Regions from separate parts of the Mus musculus genome. Here region 1 is linked to region 2. A link is a contact called in public HiChIP or PLAC-seq data. All regions are on one chromosome and are shown on one strand. Each heading gives the region's core, a stretch centred on a gene start, on an enhancer-like site or on the middle of the called end of the contact. The rest is flanking DNA. Distances are from core to core; before and after follow the strand shown.

The links. HiChIP or PLAC-seq counts read pairs in DNA pulled down with a chosen protein or histone mark.
Region 1: a FOXA1 HiChIP or PLAC-seq map of pancreatic cancer cells shows a contact between it and region 2. The contact joins the enhancer-like site here to the promoter of Dis3l in region 2. A contact is called at or near these places in 4 of 39 promoter capture datasets (HPC-7-derived erythroid cells, cranial neural crest, embryonic stem cells and 1 more), 1 of 484 Hi-C or Micro-C datasets (cerebellar granule neurons), 7 of 115 datasets of contacts at active chromatin or transcription factors (T-cell acute lymphoblastic leukemia, effector CD8 T cells, embryonic basal ganglia and 2 more) and 2 of 9 other capture datasets (adipose tissue and embryonic stem cells).

What each region holds. Positions count from the first base shown.
Region 1 is chr9:64,559,725-64,566,194 of GRCm38.p6, reverse strand. The region is part of intron 5 of Megf11 (multiple EGF-like-domains 11); the gene reads right to left. Among named protein-coding and RNA genes, the nearest start is that of Gm36311, 120 kb to the left of the region's middle. Within about 2 kb of position 1,619, at least 74 of the 459 cell types and tissues checked have an H3K27ac peak or open chromatin away from gene starts, as enhancers often do. A contact at or near this core is called in pancreatic cancer cells, where this site is marked.
Region 2 is chr9:64,339,539-64,346,310 of GRCm38.p6, reverse strand. Dis3l (DIS3 like exosome 3'-5' exoribonuclease) reads left to right here and starts at 5,054. Exons shown (of 17, transcript NM_001001295.2): 1 at 5,054-5,318; 2 at 6,679-6,772. The coding sequence starts at 5,180.

The sequences.
Region 1 (6,470 bases), core at 370-2,869, 220 kb before region 2:
ATTTGGATGGCAAGGGTCTGGACATAAGAGATAAAGGAGAAGTGGAGCTGGGGAGGTGGCTCAGCCTGTGGGAAAGAGGCAGGCAAAAGCTGCATGTGGGGTGTGGTACCCATAATCCCATGGGGGAAGAGAGAGAGGAGGGAGGGAGGGAGAGGCAGAAGAGGAAGGGAGAGAGGGAGGGAAAAGGGGAGGGAGAGAGAAAGGAGGGAGAGTGAGGGAGAGAGAAGGAAAAAGAGAGATGGAGAGAGAGGAGAGAGGGAGGGAGAGAGAGGGAGAGAGGGGAAAGAAGGGGAGAAAGTGAAGGAGAGAGAAAGGGAAAGAGAGAGGGGGAGAAAGAGGGAGGGAGAGAGATGGAGAGAGAGGGAGAGAGAGGGAGAGAGAGAGAGAGAGAGAGAGAGAGCATGCACACATGTCACAGTGTAAAACAGCCACTTTAAGATGGTAGCTCTGGAGGCATCTTTATATAATGTCATTTAATTTTTATTTGATTTTCTTTGTTGTTGTTTTGAAATGGGGGTCTCACTCAATATGTTGCACAGACTGTTCTCATACTCACACAATCCTCCTGCTTCAGTCTCCTCAGCGTCAGGCTCACAGGTGTACACCACCACAACCTAGCCAAGTCCAACCTTTCTCCAACGCTAAATACAAACACTTCTGGGTTAGGCAAATGCTCTTGCCAGCTAATCCCTGTTCCTGCTAGCAGCTGTGACATCCTGACAGCTTCACCTCTCTGTGCCCTCATCTGTTCAATGAGGGGGGTTTGCAAGGCTGTCAGGAGGATTAAGCAATATCAATGTGTGTGAGAGCCCAGCCCAGAACCTGCCACCGCATAAACGCTTAGTAACACCTACCCCCTTCCTTAGGTCAGGGTAGTCAAGGAAGATTTGAAAGCAAAAGTTATGGGATTGGGAACCAAAGTAGACTTGGGAGAAAGCAGTGCAGTGGCGTAATAACTCCTCCCTCCTCCCCTTCCTCCTCCCAGTCTTCCCCCTCCTCCTCTCACTCCTCTTACTCCTCCTCCCATTTCATCTGTAGCCTTGGTTGATAGAACTTAGTGACCATGTGGTCCCCATATATGTCATTTTACTTATAAAGCACTGTGCAAGTATAGGAAGAGATAGGAATTCCATCCTAGGGCCACCTTAGGGAATTGACCCTTCGCTCCCCTGCCACCCAGCTCTGCAGGTATCACCCAGCTCCTGGGCCATCTTTCAGGTCTTGCTTGACTGTTTCTTTCTATCTGGTTCTACGCTTCCTGAGGGCAGGAACTGTTACTCTCTTCCTCAGCAGTACACAGGGCTAGTCTGGGTAGACAGTAATCAGCTGTCCCCTGGTCCCCTTGACTGTGATGGATATCCAAAGAGGTTTAGAACTGAGCATAGACTCAGAGTGGTCTGCCCTGTTAGTTTTTCGTTGTTAATCAAATTGTATTGACTTGGGTATGGGTGTGGGTGTGGGTGTGGGTGGCTGCTCCTTTGTAGATCTGCCTGGGTGTGCCCTCCCCAAAGAGAAGTAAGTCACTTTAGGGAAACTGTCACTCCTCTGATGTGTGCCTTGCAAGGCTCTGTGACCCCAGAGCTGAAACACTCACAGTGTGGAAGAGAGGAGAAGCTGTGGTGATCTCCATGACAGCAGCGACAGCTTTGGGGAAGGAACCCATACCACATGGTCGGTAGTTGGTGCTTAGCAGAAAGCTGGTGCCACCACACTTGGTCGCTTGCTGATGAGCCACAGTGAGTCACGTATTCCAAGAAACACTGTGGTTTGTCTTGGTGATTAATACAACGCATGCTGCCACCCAGGACTGGCAGCTGCCAGAATAAATGAGCCCCATAGGGCCCAGGGCTGGTGCTGGTTACAGAGCACACAGCTGCCAGATGATGTCCTTTGGGGTGCTCTGTTCTTCTGAGCTCCTTGCCTGGCCAAGCTATGGATTGGGGGTGGGGAGTGGGACTGGGACTGGGAACTGTGTCTTCTCTGAACTTTCCTCAGGATGCCTCAGTCCCTAACACATGGGCATGATGACACCCACGGTGTCCTGAGTGAGTAGATCCTCACTCGTACATTCAGGAGTCCTCACAGAGCCTGGCTTAGCAACTGACCCACGTGTAAAATAAATTTTGTTCTGTTGAATCAAAAAGTGACCAAGAATTAAGGCTGGATCCAACACAGATACCCCAAGGATTTTGTATGGCTTGTTCCTTCTTGGCTTTCAAGTCTGCACTCAAGTGTCCCCTCCCCACGGTGACCCTTTACCTACTTCAGTCACTCTACCCTCTCCCCACCCTTTTAGTGCCTCCTCAACCCTCACAGTCTAAAGTTATCATATTTTGGGAAACAATCATGTGCACAGAAGTGTCAGTTCTCCTAGCTGAAAAGAACACACGAACACACATAGCCTCTGTCTGCTTACTGCTGTAACTGAGCACAGGCATGCAGAAGCTACAGGACACAGACACATAAACAAGGGCCAGGAGACTGGGTCAGTAAAATGCTCGACATGCACAAACGAGGGTCTGCATTCTCTCCCCATCATCCATGTGGAAAGCTGGATACAGTGACTCCTGATGTGATCCCAGTGCTGGGGAGACAGGGAGATCCCTGGCCAGTCAGCCTAGCCTTCTTGGTGAGCTTTAGGCCAATGAGAGATCCTATCTCAAAAAAAGAAGGTGGAGGGGTTGGACAGGTGGCTCCATGCTTAAGAGTATATGTTGCTCCTCCGTAGGACCCAGGTTCAGTTCCCAGCACTCGTGTCAAGTAGCTTACAACCGCCTGTAACTCCCGTTTCCCGTTTCCCAGTGATCTGCAGCCCTCTTTTGCCCTTGTGATTTGAATGAGAAAGTTTCCCATTGGCGCACATGTTTGAATGTTTGGTTCCCAGTTGGTGGAACTGTTTGGGAAGGATTAGGAGGTGTGTGTGGCCTTGCTGGAGTAGGTGTGTCACTTGGGGTGGGCTTTGAGGTTTCAAAAGCCCATGCCATTCCCTGCCCCCTACTTCCTCTCTCTGATTCATACTTGTAGATCACACAGATGCAAGCTCTCAGTTACTGTTGCAGCACCATTTCTGCCCGCCTACCGCTGCCACACTCCCTACCATAATGAGCATGATGGACTCTTCTACCCTCTGGAACCATGAGCCCTAAATTCAACGCTTTCTTTTATAAGTTCCCTGGTCATGGTATCTAATCATAGCAATAGGAAAGAATCTAAGACAGGCTTCCACAGGTACCTGCTCACACTGGGCATGTACTCACACAGGCACACACAGATGCACACACACGCACACACTTACTCACTCACTCACTCACTCACTCACTCACTCACTCACTCACATACATAGACACACATAGAACCTGAAAGATGACACCAAGGTGTCCTCTGGCCTCTGCATGTATGTGTGCATACATGCAAACTTATCTGTACTCACATAGGCACACGTAGACTAGAAAGGTGTGGGACATTAAGTGTGCCAATTAGCATCTGTGGTCCCAAGCAGTGAGTGATGAAGGAGGAGATGGTCCACTATGGCTCCAGCTTGCTCAGCCTTGGCCTCATCCCTCTCCCTGCAGCCATGTGAAGACCTCAGCGGGCAGCTCACTTCAGAGCATCAGCCTTCAGCCCGGAGAGGTTGCCTAGCTTACCTCTGCTGTGTACTTCCTGACTTTCTGTAGCCCCTGCTGTCTCAGGGTCCTGTGTCTCTCCCTTGCCCTATCGGCCCCTTGATTTAAGGTGGCGACTTTTCCGAAGGAACAGCAGAACCTTAATAAGAAACCGGCCAGGGCTGATGGATGGCAGAAAGTTGGCGCCAGCCTCAAGGTCGGAAGGAGTTATTTTAAACTATTCAGATTTACTAGGGGGGGAGCAAGTCACAGGAGGATTTAGGGGCTTGCCTCCTAGCAAGACATGTGGCCGTGTCCCCGAGCAATCTAAGACCGACGCTTCCTCTGCTATCCACCCCCACCGCTGTCTCTGCCCTGCCACCTGAGATGGATGGCCAGGCCTCTGGCATGAGGAATTTATTGGGAGCTGGTCAAATAAATTTGAAGTCTGGGATTTGAGCAGGCCTTTGCCGCGTGCGCCCCCCCCCCCCCCCCCGCCCGAGGATGGGCAATGGAATGGGCTGGCCCCAAGAGACTGTGCCTTTCCTGGGCAGGCAAGTTATCTCCAATTTCCCACATCCTGGAGGAGCCAGCTCTTCTTAGAGCCCGTGATTAATGAGACCCCCTCTTCACTCCATTATCTCACCCTGGGTGCTGCTGTTTGGGGAATTTTGAACTCTTCCAGCTGAAGCGTTCAGGTTAGAGAGGCAGGATGCCCACTTTGTTTTCTTCTACTCAGACCTGAGCTATCTGGAACTCTGACTTCATCTCCCTTCCAGAATCTTCAACAAAGCCTCTGTATCCATCCTTCAAGGCCCATCTCCATTCTCACCTCCTCCAGGAAGAGTTTTCCCTTATTTACCAGAATTTTGGGGTTTTGGGGGGCATGAATGTTGACCAGTGCATGTATGCTTATGTGTGTGCATGTGTGTGCGTGTGCATGCGTGTGTATGTGTTGTTTCTGTGTGAGGTGTATGTACACCTGTGCAGGTGTACATGTGGAGGTCAGAGATTAGCCTTAGGTGTCATCCTCAGAAGCTACCCACCTTGTTTCTTTAGATGGAGTCTCTCACTGGGATTCAGGGCTCCCCATTAGGCTAGGCTGGCTGGCCAGTGAGTTGCAGGGATCCCCCTGTCTCTAACCCACTAGGCCTGGGATCAGAACTGTGCACCACTGTGTCTAACCTTTCAGGCAGGCACTGGGAATCTGAACTCAACCCTCACGCTTGTGTGGCCAAGCACTTGACTCATAGAGCTGTCTCCCAGCCCTCCCGTCTGATTTCGATGGTACCGATGGGTGGGCAGCTATGCCTCCCGCTGAGTTCTACACTACCCCGTTCCTGCTGACACTGCCCCCACTTCACACCTGCTGTGGTCAACCCATAACAGGTGCTCAATAAACTCTTGCTGAACTAAACCAAATAAGCACCTGAGTTGAGCAAAAAATAACACTTTTCTCCCCAGCCTACTCCTCCATATGAGCTCGGGTGCCCCCAAGCGAGGTGACAATGACCTCCCTTTGAATAGAAATGTTTTGATGAAGTTTAGAGAAAATGGAAACACTATATACACCCAACAAATCCTAGCATTCTTCCTTTCTGCTGCTGCTGGTATTTCACATGTAGAACATCACTCAGTTGAATGTACTCCCTCGGGTCCCTCCCTATCCATCCGCTCCCTCCCCAGGGAGCCTGGCTTTATTCTTTGTTCTTTTCATGTTTGTTTTTACACACTTACTACATATGCATATGCCCATAAATAATACACTCATTACTTTGCATGCTTTTAAACTTGCATAAGTGATACTGTATGTTATGTATGTAAGCCTCTGCACCTTGCTTTTTCTCTAGCCACTGTGATATATTTCAGATTCATCCAGGCAGACAGTCAGAGCACAACTTCATTCATTTTAACGGCTGTGGAGACTCCTTTGTGGGAATATATTACAATTTATCCATTTCCCTCTTAAGGGGCCTCTATGTTGTGAGCGGCTTTTCTCCATTACCAATGATGATTCAGGGTTGTGCGTGCCAGAGATGGTCCCTGGAGCAAACTGTGGGTGGGAACCCAGAGGGAAGTCATGAAATCAATATAGTAGGTCAAAGCTATCACTTTAAAAAATTAATTAGAAGAGATTTAAAAATATCAGTGGGTGTATATGTGTGTGCTGGGACATGCTATGGAATTGTTTATTAATCTAGATGGTGGTAGGAACGGCTTTGCAAGTCCTGGTACTGTGAGGTTAGTATTATTGATATCTTTGCTTAAGACTACCAGTTGCTCCCTAAATTATATTAGCAGCTCACACCCTCACTACTTCATCCTTTCTAGAACTTCAATTTTTACCTATTTACTTACGTGTGTGCAAGACAGACAGACAGACAGACAGACAGACAGATTGAGAGAGAGAGAGAGAAAACATTCCACAGTGTGTATGTGAAGCTCAGAGGACAACTCTCAGGAGCCAGCACCTTCCATCTTAAGGAAGACTCCCTCAGCACCCACATGGCAGAAGGAAAGACTCAACCCCCACAAGTCGCCCTCTAACCACCACTATGGTACATGTGCCCACATACACTTATTCACACGCATGCACAGATAAATAAGTGTAATAAATCTTAAAGAAGAAGAAAAGATCCCTTGTTTAAGCAGGGAAACCAGAAAGAAGATCTGTTTCTTGCAGAAAGAACAGTGGGTTTAAGGAAGGATTCCCTACAGGACTTCTAGAAAGTATGAGAAGATTTGACTCAGAATCAAACTTAGGTCCAGTCTCCTAAGCAGCAAGTATAAGTCCCCAAGAAGTAGCCCCAAGCCTTTTGACACCGATCATCCTTAGGAAGTCAATGACACACTGACTCTTCATGTTTT
Region 2 (6,772 bases), core at 3,805-6,304:
GACAAGCCGTGGGGCCTTTCTAGTACATGGGTATAGCTTGTGTTCTGCTGTAGGTCAAATTCTCAGGCTTTTTTTCCCTTTAAGATGGAGGCCGGTCCTCTCAAAACAAAAGAAAGAAAAGGAAACGACCTGAAGGGGAAATGTGTTGGTTAATCTCAACTGCCAACTTGGTGAGCTCTAGAAACACATGGGGAAGTGGGCCTGTGGGACTGTCTGTGAGGGATTATTTTGATTAGACCAACTGAGGTAAAATTACTCACTCACTGGGCAGTACCATTACCTGGGAGGGATCCTGGGCTGTATAGAAAGGAGAATGTAACCAGAGTGCAGCAACCATCCCTCTCTGAGTCCTGACTGCGGACACGTGTGACCAGCTGCCTCACTCTCCTACCTCCCTGCAGCACCCTCATGCCTACCATGAGGGACTGCTTCCTGGCACTGTGGGCCAAAAAAAAACCCTTTCTCCATTAAGATGCTCCTGTTAGGTGTTCTGTTTCTTTTGTAGCATCCACATGCCATAGTGTGCATGCCCCGGTACATATGTGACATCAGAAGACAAGAGGAGTCCACTCTCTGCTTGTGGGTCCTCAGGCTTGGCAGCAGGTTCCCTTGACACTAAGCCATCTCAGCATCCTCTTAGGAGTGTTTTATCACAGCAACAGAAAGGGAAGGAAGAAGGGGAAAAAGAAACAGGAGGAAAGGAAAAGATGCCTAGAACAGTCTTTATCCTCAGTTACGAGCCAAGATGCCTCAGCTGGGATTAACTGGTATAATGCAGATTACCAAAGAGTTGCAAACCTTGGATCATCTTTGACTCTTGGGATCGTACAAACTACCAATGGTGCTCTCTTGATTTAAGCCAAATGGCTGAGAAGCAATCAAAAGCAGTGTATGGCCATGAGAGGAGACTGCAGACGAGAACAGAACGTCTGCATTCTTACTTGGCATCCTGCTGCATTGTTTGTGTTGTAGTAAGCATGTTGTACTGAAGTCAACATAAATAAGTCAATAAAAAGTAAATACACAGAATATTGCAATGACTGCTTCTGCAATGCACTCTCATCCTTTCAGCTCATCCTCTGGAATTTCTTTTGTACATTCGCCATTCTGGGCCTCTCAGCAGAGTTGCCCCCTCCTCCCCAGGCTAACCTTTAATGAGGCTTAGGTTATGATCCAGTAGACACTGAGCTCTGCATTCCCAAAGTGCTTCTCTAAGAAGGCTTGTTGGTACTGTGGCTGGTCCACAGTATACGTACACTGATGCTCAGACAGAGAAAGATGGAAGCCATACACCAGGGAAGTAGAGCTCTGGCAAGAGATTTCCACTGGCCATAGAGTGCTGGAAGCAGCCACCGTGTATTACTATATCTAGGCAGCCTGCTGTCCGTGTACACTTAGGTTATCAGAGAAAGAATCAACCTAAGAGAGAAGCAAGCCACCAGATGCCCTGCCCAGTTTGGCGCTGTTACCCTACAAAGCCAGACCAGGGCAGAACACACTGGTCCCCACCAGCTAGAGGACTGTCTAGTTTAGTATGAGTGTAGAAATCATCCAACTGCCTGATGGTGTGTATAGTATCAGACCAATAGGTATTTGCTTATTTGTCTGTTTTCAACACAGCCTTGCAACTCTTAGACAAGTCTCTTCATGTACTCTACCAACTAAGCCACCTCCCCAGCCACCTCAGTCTCCTTTGTTAACTGGAAGTATACATTGGTAATGACAGCTGACCTTGAAGTCTTGAGCCTGCTTTTCCTTTCCCTGCCTGACAAATGTTCAGATTCCCATCTACTCAGAACCCCAAAGGGTTTATCTCACCTGTACAAGAGTCCTCTGGTCAAGGAGAGGCCAAGTTCTGCTTCCACAGTTGTTCAGGAACCAAAGAAGACAGGGGGCTCTGCCATCTTTAATGTTGGGCTGCCAATGCCCTAGGCTTTGGCATCTAGCTGATGCAACGCTAAGAGAAAGCATGTAGGTAGGGGGCTGGGTTGGGGAGTATTGTGAGCCATCCCAAGAAACAGTGCTATTAAACTCTGACATTCTGCCAAATGGAACCCAGACACATGGCCACCACCCATCTATCTGTGAGGGAGGCAAGACAACATGGGTCATCTGAGTCCCTAGAGAAAATGTGGACATAAACTTGACAAAGAGAGTTCATCCATCCTATCTACCATAAGGGATCACATATGGAAGCAAGAGAAGTTAGGACTGCAGGTGTGTAGAGACTCAGGCTTGGCTTAGTAGCTTATGGAGGGACTTCTGCCAAAAGAGGTAGATAGTGAGCTGGGCTAAAGCTGTCCCAAATGATGAGGGTGAAGCTGGTGATGGAGTGGATTTAGGGCTGAGGGGGTGGCCAGAGCCTCCTGGTAAGTTGCTTATATATTCTAAAAGTTCTTGGTGTTTGCCTTCAGAGCTTGAAGAATAGCACACCTCCTCCGCTGGCTGTGTGGTCATGTGACTAGTTCTGGCCAATGGCAAGACCAACAGCATTTCTTCCAGGAAGAGTTATTTGTTGGTGTGAGGCTTTCTAGAGGACTCTCTCCCCTTTTTCCATTGAGCAACAATGTTCCAGAGAGATTCCCCACTCCACTAGCCTGGATCCTACAAAAATGACATTCGGTACCCATGCAGCACCTTGACCTAGACACTGAGAATTTTTTAAATTAATTTATTGATTTGGGGGGACTCAAATTTCAAGATAGGGTTTCTCCCTGTAGCTCTGGTTGTCCTGGAACTGGAACCCATTCTGTAGACCAGGCTGGCCTCAAACTCAAGAGATCCTCTTGCCTCTGCTTCCTGAATGCTGGGATTATAGGTGTGTGCCACCACTGCCCAGCTAATTAATGTATTACATTTTATGTAAAGTCAATCTGTGTTGTACAGCAGGTACCCTTATCTGCTGAGACATCTCACTAGTGAAGAAACTGATTTTTTTTTTCAAGACAGGGTTTCTCTGTGTAGCCCTGGCTGTCCTGGAACTCACTCTGTAGACCAGGCTGGCCTCGAATTCAGAAATCTGCCTGCCTCTGCCTCCCAAGTGCTAAGATCAAAGGTGTGAGCCACCACTGCCCAGCGAAAATTTTTTTAAGTTTTATATTTCTGTAACATAAATTAGTTTATTCTGCCTGATAGGCACTTTTTTGGTCCAGAGGTCTCAGATGGCAAACAAGACAAACCACCCACCCAACCAAGCAAAAGGGCCTGGCTTATTACAATAGGTCATCATCATTTCTAAGAACTAAGGAATCATGGTCCTCAACATAATGGATAAAGCCAGGCCTGGGTGCATGAGAATCCCAGCACTTGGGGGGGGGGGGGTAAGTAAGAGCTCATGGCTAGCTTCAGCTACATGTCCTGATCCTGTCTCAAAAAGGCAGAGAGAGAAAGGAGAGGGTGTGAGGGGAAGAGAGGCTAAGTACCAACTAAGCTACAGCCTTATTTTAAATACTGATAAAAATCAACTCTCAATAAAACTCTAGCTATGCTCTATTCCTTAAAGGGTGGTTCATTTGCAGACAATTTCTAGCTACAAAGTGCTGAGGAGAGATATTAAGGGCAGATTAGTACCTAATCAAAGTCGTTCTTCCAATCCATAGCATCAGTGGCTTAAAAAAGATAGGAAGGGAGCTGGGGAGGGATTGGTGGACAGTTATCTAAGGCATTTTTTATGTAGAGAACAATTTTGGCTACTCACTGTCCTCTGGTCTCTCTGGAACTGACTCCTGTATTAGACAGGGAGAGCCTCTTTCACTGTGGAGAGCTTTAGGGACTCTCCTTGCACTGTCTGGTGCCTGTTTGCCAGCTCTACATTATTTTCCTGTTTGTGCAAGTCTACCTTGAGTTTCACCAAGTGATTTGACACAGAGATATGAGGAGGAGGAGGAGACCATGACCCTTTAGCATTCCCTTAGGGTGAAATGAGAGACTGGTCCTGGTTTATTTCAGCTGCGTTGGAAGAACCAGGTGTTTCCAGCCAACTGGGCCAGCCACATTAACCAAAGGTTGCCAAGCAGTAAATTCCTTTGGTGCAGGCGCTCTCTCTTTTATTCACCAGTGACTAGATGATGCTTAACCTGCTTTGAAGTTGAGCAGTTTCTAGCTTCAAGATTGGTTCTGAAACATAATAACTAGGTATCCTTGGGCACTTAAGCTCCCTTAATGCAGCCTCACAGCCTATAAAATGATACAAATAAACACCCACTCCTTTGATTTAAGGAAGCTAAATGATACTCTTGCTCCAGTGGGCTCAGTGCTTGGAGAATCCAGGGTGTGTGGTCTCCCAAGATACCGTCCTTTTTGTCAAACACTACAAGCACAGTACTTAGAGATCATGTCAATAGCGGCTCTAAGAAGTCCTTTGCCCGAGGCTGCCAGCGCTATAAAAGTTGTAGAGTGTTTACCCCAGAAGGACTGGTTTTCATTTTATCTGTAGTGTTTGAATGTTTACGTGTATTAAAATTTAAAATAAGCATATTTTTGAAGAGGAAAACCGGTTTGGCCAGCAGGGTTACCAGCTTTTTTGCTGAGCTTTTCAATTCTTTCAGATACTGCAAAAACAAGGACGAGAAAACTCTACAGTTATTACCTCTGGTTTTTGTTTTGTTTTTTGTTTGTTTTTTGTTTTGGTTTTTCGAGACAGGGTTTCTCTGTGTAGCCCTGGCTGTCCTAGAACTCACTCTGTAGACCGGGCTGGCCTTGAACTCAGAAATCCACCTGCCTCTGCCTCCCAAGTGCTGGGATTAAAGGCATGAGCCATCACTGCCCGGCATTACCTCTGTTGCTATGGCAGCCCTTCGCACACGGGCCTGTGGGTAGAAACAAAGTAAAAAAAATAATAATAAAAATAAAAATAATAATCCTTTTACACTCGACTCTTAGACTACCTGCCACATCCTACCTTCACACCCGAGGATTCTTCGGGTGAAGTTTATCTACACTTTTCCCGCCCGGGGACAACTAAGGCACAGAGAGGAATAAAAGGCGCGAGTAGGACTGGGCCCGGAGGATTCTCAGCCCTGGCTAGGTCGCTCCCGGTAGCGGTAGCGGGAACGTGAACGCTGCTGCCTGCCCGACCAGGCCCGAGGGGCGGGCCTCAGGCCTCGGTCTCGCCTGAGCCTGCCGCCTGCCGCCCGCCGCCCGCCGCTTCCCGGCCACAGTGCCGGGCGACGCCGCCAGCATGCTGCAGAAGCGGGAGAAGGTGCTGCTGCTGAGGACCTTCCAGGGTCGGACGCTGCGGATCGTGCGTGAACACTACCTGCGGCCCAGCGTGCCTTGCAACAGCCCGCTGTGCCCGCAGCCTGCCGCCTGCCGCAACGGTCAGAGCCGGGGTGGACCGGGAAGGCCCGGGCGGGAAGAGCGAGGGAGGCCGGAGCCGGAGAGGGAAGCCGGGGCTCGGAGAGCGAGAGAAGCCGGGACTCGGAGAACGAGGGAAGCCAGGACCAAAGGAACGAGGGAGGCCGGGGCCTGACGTAGCGAAGGCTGCCGGGCGCGAGCGAAGGGACCTGAGGCCTGAGGAGCGAGGGTGGCAGAGGCCCAAAGAGCAAAGGGAATCCCGGCCTGGCGTCGCGATGGCGGCGGGGCCCTAGTGAAGGAAGCGGGACCCAAGGAGAGAGGAGAGCGGGAAGCTGAGCAGCGAGGGCGGCTTAGCGCTGGCATCAAGGGCGGAGCCAGACCCTCGCGGACTGTAGGCAGCCGGAGCGAGCATAACCGTCTGGGCTCGGCGGTACTGGGGCAGCCGGGAGCGGCCCTGGAGCGTCCCCGGTGCGTCCAGTCTTCCCTCCCAGTGGCCGGCACAGGCAGGACCGGCCTCTGCAGCCTCAGGGGCGCTCCTCTCCGGACCTGCCTGCTACAATAGCCGGGCTAAGTGGAAGAGCCTGCAGGCACCGGATGCTTCGGTTTTTCCAGGGGGACCTAAGGGCGTAGGCACCTCCTCCTTTCTGCCCGAAAATGCTATTGGCACCTTACTCCTGAGCGTATTACGCTGGCTGGACATTTGACATTGCCTGCTCTGCTCCTGCCAGTACGCAGACCCTCCAGCTGTTTGTTACCCCTAGTGGGAGATGAGCGTGAGGGGGTCTTTTCAGAATACATGATTGAGGTCACAGCTTGACCAAGGTGTCAGTTGAGTGGAAGCCCATTGATTGAACAGCGCATCCTTTTTAGGACGTTCTCCTCAACCCTAGAACCGTGTAGCCGTGTTAGGAAGCTTCAGACCGAATAGCCTTGGAATTGTTAGATGCTTACAAGGGGTCAACACACACACACATGTGCACTCTTGCCCTTACATATATATACACGTGTGTATATGTAGATAGAGATATAATGGATATGTAAGTAGCCAACGCAGTCAGTGCTCATGCATGTCTGTGATGGCTTAGTAGAAATTTAGTTTCTTCCAGGGACGTACTTGTTTTTAAAATATCATTCTTTCGAAGAAGTGCTGGCTACAACATAAACCATGTTGGGCTTGTATTTAATCACAGCTGAGGGGAGGGGGAGCAATGGAGCTGAACTTTGAGCCTCCACCAAAGTAGATTTGTCTTGTCTTTTAAAAACTTCAAGGTGAAATTAAGATGAGAAGTTATTTTGCACACCGGGAGCACTGTGACATTGAAATAGTCATAAACCAGGTTTGAAAATGTTACCTAATGGCTTCCACTCTGAATTATGTTTCAGATGGGAAGCTCCTGGCTGCCGAAGTCACTCATTACGTGATCCCAGACTGGAAAGTTGTCCAGGATTACCTCGAGGTTCTGGAGTTCCCGGAGTT